2 separate regions of the Mus musculus genome follow, and region 1 is linked to region 2. The links are chromatin contacts, called in public targeted proximity ligation maps. All regions are on one chromosome and are shown on one strand. The core of a region is the stretch at or near the end of the contact, and the rest is flanking DNA. Distances in the headings are between cores, read along the strand shown. Region 1 has its middle 5.4 kb from the start of Gm32294. Region 2 holds the start of Hhex (hematopoietically expressed homeobox).

What was found.
Region 1: a targeted proximity ligation map of the HPC-7 cell line shows a contact between it and region 2, with 11 times the contacts expected there. A contact is called at or near these places in 10 of 39 promoter capture datasets (3T3-L1-derived adipocytes, the C10 cell line, the HPC-7 cell line and 5 more), 41 of 484 Hi-C or Micro-C datasets (the 63-12 cell line, B cells, the Ba/F3 cell line and 26 more), 22 of 130 datasets of targeted methods (the 230-238 cell line, the G1E-ER4 cell line, the HPC-7 cell line and 12 more) and 3 of 9 other capture datasets (adipose tissue, liver and macrophages).

Annotation. Positions count from the first base shown.
Region 1 is chr19:37,484,448-37,491,889 of GRCm38.p6, reverse strand. No RefSeq gene overlaps it. Among named protein-coding and RNA genes, the nearest start is that of Gm32294, 5.4 kb to the left of the region's middle.
Region 2 is chr19:37,431,975-37,438,969 of GRCm38.p6, reverse strand. It overlaps Hhex (hematopoietically expressed homeobox), which reads right to left and starts at 4,129. Exons shown (of 4, transcript NM_008245.3): 1 at 3,737-4,129; 2 at 1,603-1,781; 3 at 1,353-1,403. The coding sequence starts at 4,100.

The DNA of each region.
Region 1 (7,442 bases), core at 1,555-4,054, 54 kb before region 2:
GCCCATTCTTTCCCATCATACAAGGTGACATCAAAAGCATGCTGTCTTAGCCCAGTTCCAAGTAGTGTCCTCCATCAACTAGCTGTCTCTGAAGAACAAATGTCAGTGCTGCTTCTAAGGCCGGGCTCAGAGCTGACAGTCGGTGCAGGTTGCTAAGGGGCCTCTGGTCCATCCCTGCTTCCAGGTTCTCTCACTGAGGCTTCCAGATGGGGCTCTGGTATGATCCTGCCCCCACCCCAGTCTCCTGCTGAGGCTGCTGCTTCTACACCATACCTTTTGAGATGCCTCTGTTGGAAGCCACTGTGCCGGAAGACCGTGGCAATGTTTTCCCAGAAGGCCTGAGAACCTGGGTGTCCAAAAGCAAATCCAGGCACAAGCACTGCCATCTTGAGCTTTCTCTGTGGATTGCTATTTTTCCAAAGTCAAGACCCCTGTATCTCTGAGAACACATTCTGTGTGAGACCTTTAGGCAGTCTTGTCCCTCACCTCAAGGGATTCTGTAGCGCAGAACGAGAATAGAGGTTTTCTTTTCATTCCCAGACTGCTGCCAATGGCCCCTGAACACTTTCAAAGGAGGTTAAAGACTTTGAGGATGAACAAACAACCAAAAGGCCTGACACCTACAGAAGCCGTCAGACAGGACCACTGCTGCTCAGGTTGCTTTGCACGTGTGTGTTGGACGTGTGTGCACACATATGCATGTGCACGTGTGGAAGCCAGAGGACAACCTCAGCTGTGGTTTCTTAAGTGCTGTCCACCCTGGTTTTGAGAGAGTCTTTCACTTGTCCTGGAACTTGATGATTAGGCTAGCTGGTCAGCAAATCCCAGGGGAGCTCCTGTCTTTGCTTCCCCAGCATGCACTACCATACTGAGCTTGGTTACGTGATTCTGGGAACTGAGCTCAGGTCCTCTTGCTTGCATGGCATACGCTGAGCCGTCTCCACAGACCTGTCAGCAGCTTTCTGATCTTAGAAGTTTATTCAGTTGACCTTAGGCACAATCCTTTACCACTCGGAGCCTCTACTTCCCTTTAGAGCAGCGGTTCTCAACCTTCCGAATGCTGCGACCCTTCAAGACAGTTCCTCATGTTGTGGTGACCCCCCCCCCTCCAAGTTTCATTGCTACTTCGTAACTGGGATTTTGCTACTGTTTTGAATAATAACGTAAATGTCTCCTATGTAGGATATCTGATATGTGACCCCTGTGAAAGGGTCATTTAACCCACAAAAGGGTTGAGAACCACTGCTTTAGATGGTTCAGGTCCTCACACAGTTCACAGTCAGAAGGCTTGGAATCTCAACAGAAGCTGCCTTGAAACACCACACTCTCTAAAACAGAAGGGCAGGGGAGAAGGGGGAAGGGGGAAGGAAGGAAGGAAGGAAGGAAGGAAGGAAGGAAGGAAGGAAGGAAGGAAGGGAGGAAGGAAATGAGGTGAGCGAATGAGAGAGAGAAGGAAAGAGAGACTAAAAAAGAAAAGAGAAATAGTGAATGAACAAAAGACAAAGCAAGGCAGACCAGAGAGATAATTTCCAACCTTAACTACCTACAATAAGTTGAGTTTTTGTTGGGAATTGAGGCTTATTTATGTAGCTTTCAAAACACAGCCAGGCAGAGACCACCAAGAGCCTTTTGCGTATTTAGAATCTGAAATGGGAGCCACCTTTATTTTTAGAATCTTGCCCACTTTTATTTGAGAACGTGAAGGAAATGCCAACAGAACATTTGAGAGAGTCGTGCTCTTTCCTCTAAACCTAAAATGCTTTCTATTTGGAGGGTTTTTTTTTTTAGGTTGTTGAAATTTGAGAAAAGTGTTTAACCCATCGCCTAACAATCAGCCAGTATTTGATAAATGCTGGTTCTGCTTCTAGCAAAAGAAAACTCTTGACACAGGTGTTGAAAAGTCTGGATCCTTGCTCTCTCTGTGGCCACGGTGAACAACCTGGCTGCCTGCGCCTAAGAGCAAATTCAGGTGAACCCAATGGTCTGAGGGGTTTTCCCAGTTGATTTTCTGCAGATATTTCTAATATGTTAGTGCTTCCGTGTTCAAACTGAATTATTTTTGTTGAAAGGGTTTTTCACATCTTATTATGAATCATGTGCAGGCTAAGTGTGGGGCTTGTCCTCAGCATCACAAGTTCAAGGCTAGCCCAGGCTAGTTTACAAGTCCCTACCTCAAAAAAAAAAAAAAAAAAAAAAAACAGGAATGAAGTCAGGTATAGCAGCACATGCCTTAAGTCCCAGTGCTTAGGAGGCAGAGGCAGGCAGATCTCTGTGGGTTCAATGCCAGCCTGTTCTGTTTAGTGAGTTCCAGGACAGCTAGGGCTACAAAGTAAGTCTCTGTCCAAAAAAAAAGGAAGAAAAGTCTAAATTAAAAACAAAAATAAAAACAAAAACAAAAAAGGCCAGGCATGGTGGCGCACGCCTTCGGGAGGCAGAGGCAGGCGGATTTCTGAGTTCGAGGCCAGCCTGGTCTACAAAGTGAGTTCCAGGACAGCCAGGGCTACACAGAGAAACCCTGTCTCGAAAAACAAAACAAAACAAAACAAAAAACAAACAAAAAAAACCAAGTGACACACTTTACAGAAAACATCCTTTTTCTTTCCTAAAATAATGAGATTGGGAGCATTAATATCAGAGAAAGGTAAGTGGCGTTAACATCTGCCTAAGAAATAATTTGTTGGGGCAAACCCTGAGCAACAGATCCTAGGAAATAGCACCTGGAGGAGTCTAGTTCTAACTTGGCCTGTGACTGTCAGTCTTCCCAGACTCCGCCCACTTTAATTAACATAAATCCCAGCATCCTCTGAAGAGGAGACTTCCTACAGCTAGCATTCTAGTGTTCTGCAGTGTCACTTCCCTGAAGCCTTTTCTTCAGACCGCGTTGTTTTGCTCAACCACTGTCAGTTCTTCCGTCCCAACTTTCATCCACCCATCAATCCTCCAAAAGGAAGGGGGGAGGGAGCTATTGTGTACGATAAAAATTTTGGCAAATCTTATTACAAACACATTCTTAAAGCATCTCTCATTTCAGAGAAACAAAGTAAAATGTATGAATTGTTTTCTGTTTCATGACTTAACAAAAAAAAAAAAAAAAACCGATTCCTGGCTACAGGGAGGTATTTTAACCACTATCTACATAAAACAAGTACTGAAACTTCAACTGAATGAAAATAACTCCATTAGAAAAACAAACCTTGGTTAAGTACCTCCTCTCTAAAGGGCACTGAACTTTGCCACAAAAAATAAAGAAGGAAAGGAAGGAAGAAAGAAAAAAAGAAGGAAGGAAGGAAGAAGGGAAGAAAAAAGAAAAAGAAAAATGGACAAGTTGTTATGCAAGCGTCAGGCTAATTTATCCGGATTTTAACAATGGCCAGCGTCTTTGTCACCTTATAACTTGCCACATGTGGCTGGTGAACACTTAAGATTTGACTGTGTTCAATGCTAGTGGATTGAGAAAATTTAGAAGAAAGAAATAATGTCTGGGGCCACAGTTCCATTGGTAGCGAGCTCACCTAGCATGTAAGAAAACGTCCTAGGTTTGTTCTTCAGCATAGCAGACAAGTGGGTGTGAGGACATGCAGTCAGATAGATCAAAAGTTCAAGGTCATCCAAATTAGAAGGCAACAAAAGACTCTGTCTCAAAATGGGAGTGGGAGGGGTTGAGAAGGAGGGGAGGAGCTGGAGAGATAGCTCAGTAGGTAAGAGCTTTTTCTGTGAAAACATGGATCTGAGTTCAAATCCTCTGGGCTCACATAAAAAGTAGGGCAGGGCTTTGGGTCTATGTGTGCCTATAAACCCAGCATTGATGGGGACAAGATGGGCAGATCCCAGGGCCACACTGGCAGTCCAGGATAAAGCAGGAACACGGAGCTTCTGATTCAATAAGAGTCCTTGACTCAAAGCAGTAAAGCAGGGAGAGTGATGGCCGGGCCCACTGTCTGTCAGTGTCTTATCACACTCAAAGTAGGACAAGGGGCCGATAGATTAACACCAGCAAAATACATTGAAAAGGGCAAAAGCAAAAAGGCTCTCATGTAAGGACATGCTGCTCACTAATTCCAAGATAAAGGCTGGCTATTATTATCATTATTAGTCATAATAATTCTAGCTTCCCAGGTATGGTGGAGCACAGGAGTCAGAGACAGGAAGGTTGTTGAGTTTGAGTCCAGCTTGGGCTACATTGTGAAATGCTGTGACGAAGCAGACGACAACGGCGATGATGAGGAAGATGAAGAATTCGAGCTAAAAGAGATGAAAAAATCGATGTACAAAGTGACAGCAGAGAAAAAAGAAAAGGAGCTATGTGGTGGCTGTTGGAGCAGTGTAATTAACAGAATTGGGTGAGAAGGAGAAGGAGGAGGAGGCAGTGGTAGTGGTGGTGGTGAGCTAGACCCCCATAGCCAAATGACCCATGGCGTCAGTTTGAGACTGAAAGACTCATGAGAAACAACAGCTCTGCGGAAAAGATAAGTCCAGTTTGATCCTTATAAATTTAAGGGGTCCTAGAAGCATCTGAATATTATCAACTGGGTTATTGGATCAGTCCCTCCAAAATTCCTTTGGGTATCCTCAGTTGTAAGGTGATATAAATGATGAATTTTCTCAGCAGAGGCCAAGGGCAGGATGGAGGGAAAGTAAAGTCTAGAAGGTTGCTTGATAACCATTCAGAACGTCAGCATGTGGACTTACTTGGAAAAGGGAGTCAGGTATCAATCAACTAAGAGGAAGCTCTCAGGAATGGGTTAATCCACTCTGACTGGTGTCCTTATAAAGAGACAATTGGAACAGAGATCTGGACGATGTTTTTAAAGGCCAAGGAACCAAGCCCACGGTCCTGTCGACCTCCCTCTTCTGACCTCCGGTTACTGGAGAAAGCCAGAAAAATGTGATGGCGCCAAGTCAGAAACAACAAAAAAAAACAACTTCAAAGGTCACAGCTGACAAATCTGATGCTCTGAGACTAAGAAAAAAATGGCTCTGGTAAGGCGATGGAGTCATGGGCAGCCTTGAAAGGAACAGACTGTAAGAGTAGAAGTGGAAATCAGATGGATAGGAGGAAGAAAAATGAATTTTTGCAAAACTCTGTGGAAGGTAAGAGGAGTTGAAATGGAGTTAATGGGGAACGACTGTGTTGTGTACCGGAGGCATGGTCTGGATGTGTTGCCCAGGCTGACCTTGAACCCCTGACCTTAAGTCATCCTTCCACTTGAGCCTATGTAGTTGGGGCTATGGGTGTATGCCATCATGCTCAGCTCTGTGCAACTACTTCATGATGAGGGCAAACGACTACTGGAAGACTAAGGTTGCTTGGCCTTTGAGAAAGGGTTTCATGTAGCTGTAGAGGGTTTCCTCAAACTGTGACACTTCTTCTGCCTCTACCCCCAAATTCTTGGATTACAGATGGAGGCCACCATGACCAGCTGAGCAAAATCTGAGGAGAAGATTCCAAAGAGAATCACAAAGAAGGAAAAGAGAGGAGAGGTTTTCTTGAGTATCCTGCTCTTCCAGCATCCTGTTCATATTGTATCCCAGCAAAGGTGTGCACATCACGCTCTAACCTGGATCTGTTTGATCAAGAGACCACAAGAAGTCTTCAGGGATATGTAGAGTAGATATGTAAATTATCTGCCTCGATATAACAATTAGAGATTAGTATTATAAATATGGAGGTAGAATTCTAATTCACTAACTTTGTCTATTCTCAAGACCTTGTGAGTTCTCTGAGCTCTTCTATCAAGATTATATCAAGACCTGAAGGAAGACCAGTGGCTCACATCTGTGCCTGGCCAAGTGACTTAAGATGGCCAAGTCATTTCCTGCTGGGACCTGTGAGAAAGGCACTAAAGCTCAAACGCCAATTCCCTACCGTAACCTTCTGCCTTTGAGTCACTGTCCCATTGCTAGTACCCATATCTAAGAGAGAGACTGATATTTTCCAAACTACAAATAAACACCCAGTAGCTGGCAGGCACTGTACTGAGTCCTGAGACTAGAACAGTTGTAGTCGTTTCTAAAACAAAACACTTTAAAAGTATTTTACAATCATTTTCAAACAATAGAGGCTAACTCACCTTCCTTTCGATGTCCGGCAGACTTAATAATCCGCTCTTGACAGACAGATGGAGCACCTGCCATGTTTGACTTCTGAGAATAGGCCATAAAAGTCAAGGAGTCCATCTTCCTCCTTTCGCAGTAAAGACTCGCTTGCTCTGAGGAAACCAGTCACCATACTGTGGGGCTACTCAAGCAGCTCTGTGGTCATGCCCATGTGGTGATCCAACAGCATGAAAACGTGCCGTCTTGGAAGCCCTTCAGATGCCTGCAGCCTCAGCCAACATCTTGACTGACTTCATGACAGGCCCCAAAGGCACAACCACCCAAGCCAAATTCCCAACCTATGGAGGTTACTAAATGTCTGGTTTTTGTTTAATAAAATAAAATATAATAAGATTAAAGCTAACACATTGGAATTGGCCAAAACAAACAACCAGAAGGAAAAGAGACCAAGAGAAGGCACAAGAAACAGACCCACTCATTCATACACTCAAGAATTCCCTTTAAAAAAAAAAAGACAACACTAAGCTGGAAGCCATAATACATACACAGAGGCCCTGGTACAGACCCGTGCGGGCCCTGTGCATGCTGCCTCTTGAGGTCTCTGTGAGTTCATAAGAGCTCGTGTTGATTTAGAGGGCCTAGTTTTCTTGGCGTCCTCCATCCCCTCTGGCTCTTACCTCTTTCCATCTCTTTAAGGGATTCCCTGAGCCCTGGGGGGAGGGGTTTTATGGAGACATCCCCTTTAGAGCTGAGTGTTCCAGACCTCTCACTCTCTGCATAATGGCTGCCTGTGGGTTTCTGTATTTGGTCCCATCTGCTGCAGGAGGACACTTCTCTAACGCCTGCGCAGCAAAGGCACGAGTGGAGCTGCTTCTTTGGCTTGAGTCATCCAGTGTGGTCTTAACTCACTACATTCTGAGGTAATTTATTAGACAGGGGTAGACACACACTGAGAGATGAGATAAACACGGTCCTTGTCCTCATTCTGGTGACAGATAATAACCTGTTACTGGACAAATGTAGAAATAACGTGAGTGAACCCATGCTATCCAGCAGATAATGAAAGGAAGGAAGAATAAATCAAGGAGGGGAGCAAGGAAAGAAACAGGGAAATGGCAGAAAAGGAAAATAATAAAATAGACACCAACAAAGTCTACACGTCTCAAAGTTTCGCAAAATTTATGACCTGATCTATTTGATTCTAATATAGCAATGTAACTCAACACATTACCAACACAAAGTGAGTGGGATTTGTTGTGTGGACTGTATTGGTTGTGACTAGAAAATTAATTTGGAGTTAAGTGGGATTACTTTTTGTTATGACAAACAAGGAGACTACCCCTTGGTGATAGACGGGCTCTGGAGCTATAAAATCCAGTCTATTC
Region 2 (6,995 bases), core at 2,880-5,379:
AAGAGGAGAGGAGGAGGAGGAAGAAGAGACCAACAACATGAACTAAATTAAGAGGCTGCAAAATGATTCAATTGAATCCTTTTCCATTTGTTTTCTCAAGTAAATTTACGAGAACACACATACATAAATAGGTACCAAATTACAAAATCATGGCAAAAAAAAAAAATCACAGAACCAAAATTAATATTGATAAAAAGAGTTTGCAATTTGCTTAAAATCTAGGCAAAAAATTCTGGGAAAAAATATTTTTTTCCATATTACATAGAAAGCACTATTTTAAAAGTCCTTGGGAAACTAGTTCCAAGCCAAGTCCAGCCAGTGGATTTTTAAGTATGTAGACGTCGAATATGAATGTAAATATTTTCTAGAAACACTGTCACTCTCCAGTCACCAAGTCTGCTAAGGATGTACATGGCTAGAGAGAGGGAATCCTCAAATATTTAAGAACGATGACGCCCCAGGAAGTTATTTTGTTCTTTCAAAATGTTCTTTGGGACAGCATTTAAAATATATACAGATATAAAAAAAGCATGAGCAATACAATTTAAAATCTACATTAAGCTTTCCTCATTACTAAACTGTTTTGTTTCAAACCATTTTAACTGTTATTTGAAGCTCTGCCAAATGAACCATTCAGCAGTTGTCCGATGACTCTGGAAACATCCAGGTTGGGACAGCAAAAGCAAATCTTTAGCTCTAAGTCAGTAGGGCTGCTCTGGAGGGTGACTTGGCCCTTCCCCTCTCTCGCGTATTTCTTAACAAGGTCATTGAAAGACTATCGGGAGTTTAAGTTACTTTCCAAACAGGTGTGGACATTTCTTTGTGGGTTTCATATTCATTTTAAACAGCTGGCAGAGGATGGGTAATAACTTTTAGAACTCTTTGATATTTAAGTCTTTTTTCTTAAAAAGTGCAAATAGGACTTAAAGGTGTTTGTGTCTTTATATTTACCCTTGAGTCCTGCCTGGTTTTATTATGGGTGTGTAAATAAAAGAAACAATTTTCTCCCAAAGATAACTACTTAAGTCATTTACTGTCAATTACTTTATCTTTCCTGCGTTAATGAGATAAACAACATATGGGGTTTATAAAACAATTAGCCAGGCGGGTTTACTGGCCAGTGTGTGAAGCCCTGGCATAATGGATATAGGAACTGCATTAGGTGGCTTTTAGCATTAGTGACACCTGAGCAACTCATCCTGAATTTCGGCAGGAGTATTTGCTTTTTTAATCAAGGTGAAGAGGTTAAATAGTCTCTCAAATGACTTTTGCATACAACCCATAACAGGGCTCCGCATTTAGATAACATGATACAAACATTTATTTCCATAGAAACAGAGCCATGTCGATACCTGTTTCAGTCTTCTCCATTTAGCTCGGCGATTCTGAAACCAGGTTTTGACCTACAGAAAAGAAAACAGGTTCGCAAGAAAGTCCCAAATCCCGGGGGACCTGGGGAGAAGGGGCCGGGGCTATGGGGCCCTGCAGCTGGGCCGGGGTCAGAATGCGCCGGCAGTGCGCGGTAGTGGCTTACAGTAGTGGCTTTTTTCCGCTAGCTCCATGGAAGCCTGATGGTGTGTTTGGGTGTGAGGGGAAGCTGACCTGTCTCTCACTGAGCTGTAACATCTTGGCCAGACGCTTTCTCTCGGGTGGGGAGAGGTATTTCTGAGTCTCGAACTTCTTCTCCAGCTCGACGGTCTGGTCGTTGGAGAACCTCACTTGACCGCCTTTCCTTTTGTGCAGAGGTCGCTGGAGGAAGGGGCTCCAGAGCAAGGGCTTGCCTGTGGGCCAGAAGAGCTGTGGTTAACCAAGGCCCCGGCACCCTCTGAACAGTTCCCAGATCTACCTGGTCCCAAGTGACACGATCCAGAACGCAACCATGTTCCTATCACATACATGCTCAGGTTAATGGATGTTTCCACACTCCTCACCAATGCACACAAAGTCAGATTAGCCGTTCTACCACCCAGACCAGCTCTGGATACTCAAGACACGGCACTACCCGCCCAGCACACCTGTGGCTAAATGCAAACAAATCTTTTCAACCCCCAAGAACCCCTGCTGGCCTTAAACCTTATCTTATTTAACCGAACCGACTCTTCTGTATGCACTAACTTTTGCAAAAGACTCAGGGTGCGCTCTTTATGAGAGCACTTCCCAAGGCCTGCTGGGCGCACAGAAGCGCTCACAGGGCGCGGGTGTTAGGCCTCGAGTGGGGCCTCCAAAGTGGCTGGAGAGCGCCCGGGCCTCCTCTGATTTCACACTCGGCCTGCGGGGGCGGCCAGTTAAAGCCACCCCGTGGGCTATGGCAACATTTCCGTCAATGTGTTTCCTGTTGGTCTGTCTCAAAAAAAAAAAAAAAAAAAAAAAAAAATTTGCTTCCTTCTGCTCAGGCCTAGCAGAAACCCAAGGAAACCAGGGCGAGCTATGTGAAAACGTTGTACCCTCCTGCCCCAGAGGGTACAGAGTTGCGGCCGGTCACACTCATGTTCTGCACGCTGAAAAATTTAAATACAAATTTTATGTACAAAATTATAACACTCACACCCCAAATCCCTGTAGCGGTGAGAAGAGAGGAGCGCTGGAGGCGGCTCTTAATAATTCTGGCATTAAAATGCCAATTCATTAAAATGTTAATTGTCTCCCAGGTCCCCAGTTAAGCTGCCAAACTGTTGACTTTAAACTCTGGAGCCCCCTCTTATTCACTCTAGACCCCACTGGTTCAGAGGCTGAGGCCCTGAACCCGGTCACCATCGCGTATTTATTCTTAGGAATGTTGTGAGGACAAGCCTCGAAAATCCCAAATTGCCAACGTGTAGCCCTTAGTATTTGTTCGGGGTCTGCACTTTCCTTCTCCAAATTGATGGTGGTGCGTCTGTCCGTCCGTCCGTCCCTATGTCCACAGACCTACACCTAAACATTTTGAAAGTTGGCATTGTTTTTTTTTCCCCCCGAGATTTTGCTTGCGTCAGGCTTCAGACTTGGTGCAAAACAGCCTCCAAAGATGGGGGTGGGGGGTGGCGGGAGAGGCAGAGAGGAAGCAACTGGTTATTTTAGCTGCCATAAAGTCACATCCCACACAGAGGAAATGAACAATATCAGAAAAACGGATCCTGGCTATCAGACGTCGAGTGTTTCCTGAATTTGTCTGTATTGAGGATGTCGATAAAATAATCAGCAGCGTGCACTACTCCGGGGGAAGGGTCTGCTTCATGCAGCCAGGAAAACACTTAACAGCTTCAGAAACCAGATTTACTCCTATCGAGAACTCAAGATTTCCTGTATGAACGGAAAGGGTCAGGCTCCTTCACTGCACAAGCTTGTTGAACCAAGCCCAGCCCAGGAACCGCCCGGGCAGGCAGCTCTCCCTGCCCTGCAGGGGCCAGGCTCAGGGCGCCCCGACGTCCTCTTCTCCGGGCCGCTCGCTAAGGGAGTCCCCCACCCACCCCGGGGCGACACGCGTGGCCAGGGCCGCCCTCCTCCACCTCCCCGGGAGCCCCAGGTCTCTCCCGACTACGCTTGCCCCGACGTCTGCAAGGTGCAGGAAAAGCAATCTGAGTCGCCGAGCTTCCCAGTACCGGGGCCCCGCATGCACCCGCGAGCCGCTCGCTCCGAGAGCTCGCCGCAACTTTTCCACTGCGCTTCCCGTCCGTCCGCCCCTGCCGCCTCCCGCGCGCTGCCACCCGCCGGGAGCGCCTTCCTCACGGACGCCCTCACTCGGCCCCGGCCGCCTTACCCAGGGGGTCGTGGCGGAGTAGGGCGTGCGTGTAGTCGTTCACCGTCCGCGGGAACGGGTACAGAGGGCCTCCGAAGCCACTGGGGCCGTAGGCGGCGGCCAGCGCGGCGGCCGGGTGGTGCGAGAAGGCGGGGTGGACCGGCGTGGGCTCGTACACCGGGGTCCGGTAGGAGGACACGAGGCTGGTGAAGGAGGAGTTGGGGGACGGCAGCGTGGGAGTGGGCGTGGGGGCGGCGGGCCCGCGACCCAAGATGTCGTCGATGTAGAAGGGCGTCGGGTGAGCGGGCTGCAGCAGCGGCGTGGGCGCATACAGCGGGACTCCCACGGCGGGCGCAGCCGCGGGCCCCGGGTGCGGGAACTGCATGGCCGCTCCGCAGCCCCTCGCAGAGAGCTGCCGGCCGGCGGCGCCGCGCTACATTTATTTGCGCTCTGCGCTCCAGGCGATAGGCTCGGGCAGCCGCGGGGTGGGGCCGCGCTCGGTCCCCTTCCTGCCGCCAGGCCCTGCGGCCAATGGCGCTGGCTTCAGATTCGCCTCCGCCCCCCACTAACCCCCGCGCCGATCCGCCCCCACCGGCCCAGCTCCCGCCCCCGAGACGCACGGGCTGTGGGGCTCCGGGGACCCTCCGCCAGGGTGTTCCTGCGCCGCAGGCGCCCCCAGAGGTTCCAGGCACCTAGCGAGCGACTGCGACCGTCGAAGAGGAGGTCACAAGACGTGCGCCGCGGGGCGCGGATCCTGACGGGATGGCGCCACTGCTGAAACTCGGGCAGCCTCTGGAACCTGGAGAAGCGATGGGACTCTGCGGGCCAGGAGGCCGCCGGCAGGATGGCACCTTCGGGCGGCCAGAAGGCTGCGCTTCTTGGGGTAACGGTGGCACTGTCTAGAACGGGGGACCTCCGCAGCTCGGCGCTCCAAGGAGAAGACCCAAGCCGTTGGCTGCGTCCTAGTCCCAGACGGGTACTGACAGCGAGGCTGCAGGTGTTCCAGACCTATTTGAGGACCCCCTAGCTCGGCCACCTCCCTGGATGCTAACGGAATCTGCTCCAGACCGGTATCAAGATAGAACCTTAATCGTATGGCGCAGGACAGAGGCTATGCAGTGTTCTTCGATCCAATGGGGGTGGGAGGTGCTCCTGGACCTCTGTCCCCAGGCCCTGAAGGACACAGCTGCGCTTAGCCGGCCTCTGAGGTTTTACACGTGTTTTCTATTCAAAGCCGTGGTGCGCTGCTCAGTGTGGCCTCAGCTCTGTGCGGCTTCACTCGCCTCTGGGGCAAAGGGGCATTTTCTTGATTGACGCCCTCCTGGGGTGACCACACCTTGAGTTGGGCAGTTTCTGCTAAGGACTTCTATTAGTAGAAAAACTCCCTGGCTTTTTTTTTTCAACTGAGATATTTAGTTTTATCCTTTGGAATTAATCTTCAGCTGCAGTGGGACTGAAGGCGAAATAGCCAGAGGACCTGGGTCCGAGTTTCACTTCACACCTTATTTTCTTGAGCAACTACTGTGTGTCATTAGCAAACGAGAGAGGCAGTCTCTGCCCTGGTGGAAGCAGGAAACGAACACAGTCACATCTACTAGGGAGAAATCGTGTGTAAGGGTCGAAACCTTAAGGAGCTCCAGCCCCTCCTTTCGGGTAAAGGAGAGAGTCACTTTGAAAAAGGAAAAGTCTTCCCAAAGGAAATAATGTTTGAAAGATAGGTAGGTGTCAAGGAGCCTAGGGTGTGAGTGACTCCAAGTCAGAAGAGCACTTGAGTTGAGTCTGTCAGTTTATTGCCCTGGGCTTTTCTCACCTGTCCCGTTTGGGACTTGACATAAAGGTTCCTAACTGCTTGGGGATGGAGTCACGGACATCTTTCAGAATAATGACAGACAAAAGCCGTTAATTAGCACAAACAAACCAGTGAGTGTGAAGCGCCGCTATTAGAATTAAAACCTTGGGGGCTGGTAAGGCTATATCTCCGTGTGTTCACCCTGTTATGTGAACCATAAAAAGGAGAACAAGTTTAACTAACTTCGGGCAGGGCTGGAAAGAGAGTAGACTTCTGAATACCTGGAGAACTGAACCTTGGGAGGTTTCTTTCTGGTGAGCGCAAAGACATCTTGGCCAGACAACAGACTGCTTGAAGGGGCTTCCGGTGGGCAAACTCCGGGTTATTTAAGCCTTGAAAAATACATCATCGAGGAGGTGCTAGCCTGGCAACCTGAGCTTCGATCCAGGGAAGACATGGTGGAAGGAAGAACCGATTCCACAGTTGTCCTCTGCCCTCTGTCTGCTTGCTGTGTCGCATTACACACAATAGCGAAGTTGAAAAAATACGTAGTAAACTATGCTATTTCTAAGTCCATTGAACTCAAGTGAAATAAAGAAGTGGTGGGTGGGAAAACTGGGAGAATGCCAGAACAAATATAAAACATTTGGGACCAGTGAGGTGGCGCAGCCTATGGGAGATTGTCTCCCTTAATGCTGGAAACAAGGACTCAAGTTCAAGCTTCCGACCCCACATGAGAGAGGGGGAGGGGAGAAAGAGGTGGAGAGACTTGCCCTGTAGCACCATGGCTGCTGGAGTGCCCAAAACACACATCAAACACAATGAGATACTTTTTTTTTTTTTTGGTTTTTCGAGACAGGGTTTCTCTGTATAGCCCTAGCTGTCCTGGAACTCACTTTGTAGACCAGGCTGGCCTCGAACTCAGAAATCCACCTGCCTCTGCCTCCCAAGTGCTGGGATTAAAGGCGTGCGCCACCACGCCCGGCGAGATACTTTTTAAAGATTGATTTATTTTATGTATGTGAGTACACTGTAGCTGTACAGATGAGCCTTCATGTGGTTGTTGGGGATTTTTAGGATCTCTGCTCCCTCTGGTCAACTCTGCTCACTCAGTCCCTGCTTGCTCAGGCCCAAAGTTTTATTTATTAATAAATAAATACACTGTAGCTGTCTAAAGACACCAGAAGAGGGCATCAGATCTCATTACAGATGGTTGCAAGCCGCCATGTGGTTGCTGGGATTTGAACTAGAGACCTTAGGAAGAGCAGTCAGTGCTCTTACCGGCTGAGCCATCTCACCAGCCCATGAGATACTTTTTAATGTAGAAATTGTTATTGGTTGGTTCAGGGACGACTCATTAGACACACAGGTATTGAGTGAAACGTTGAAGATGAGGATTCTGGCAAGCTCTTACAGAATTAACACATTTCTTTGGATTTGGGGTAAAAAATAGGAATAAATATGAATTGTACATAGCTGGCAATATTTCAC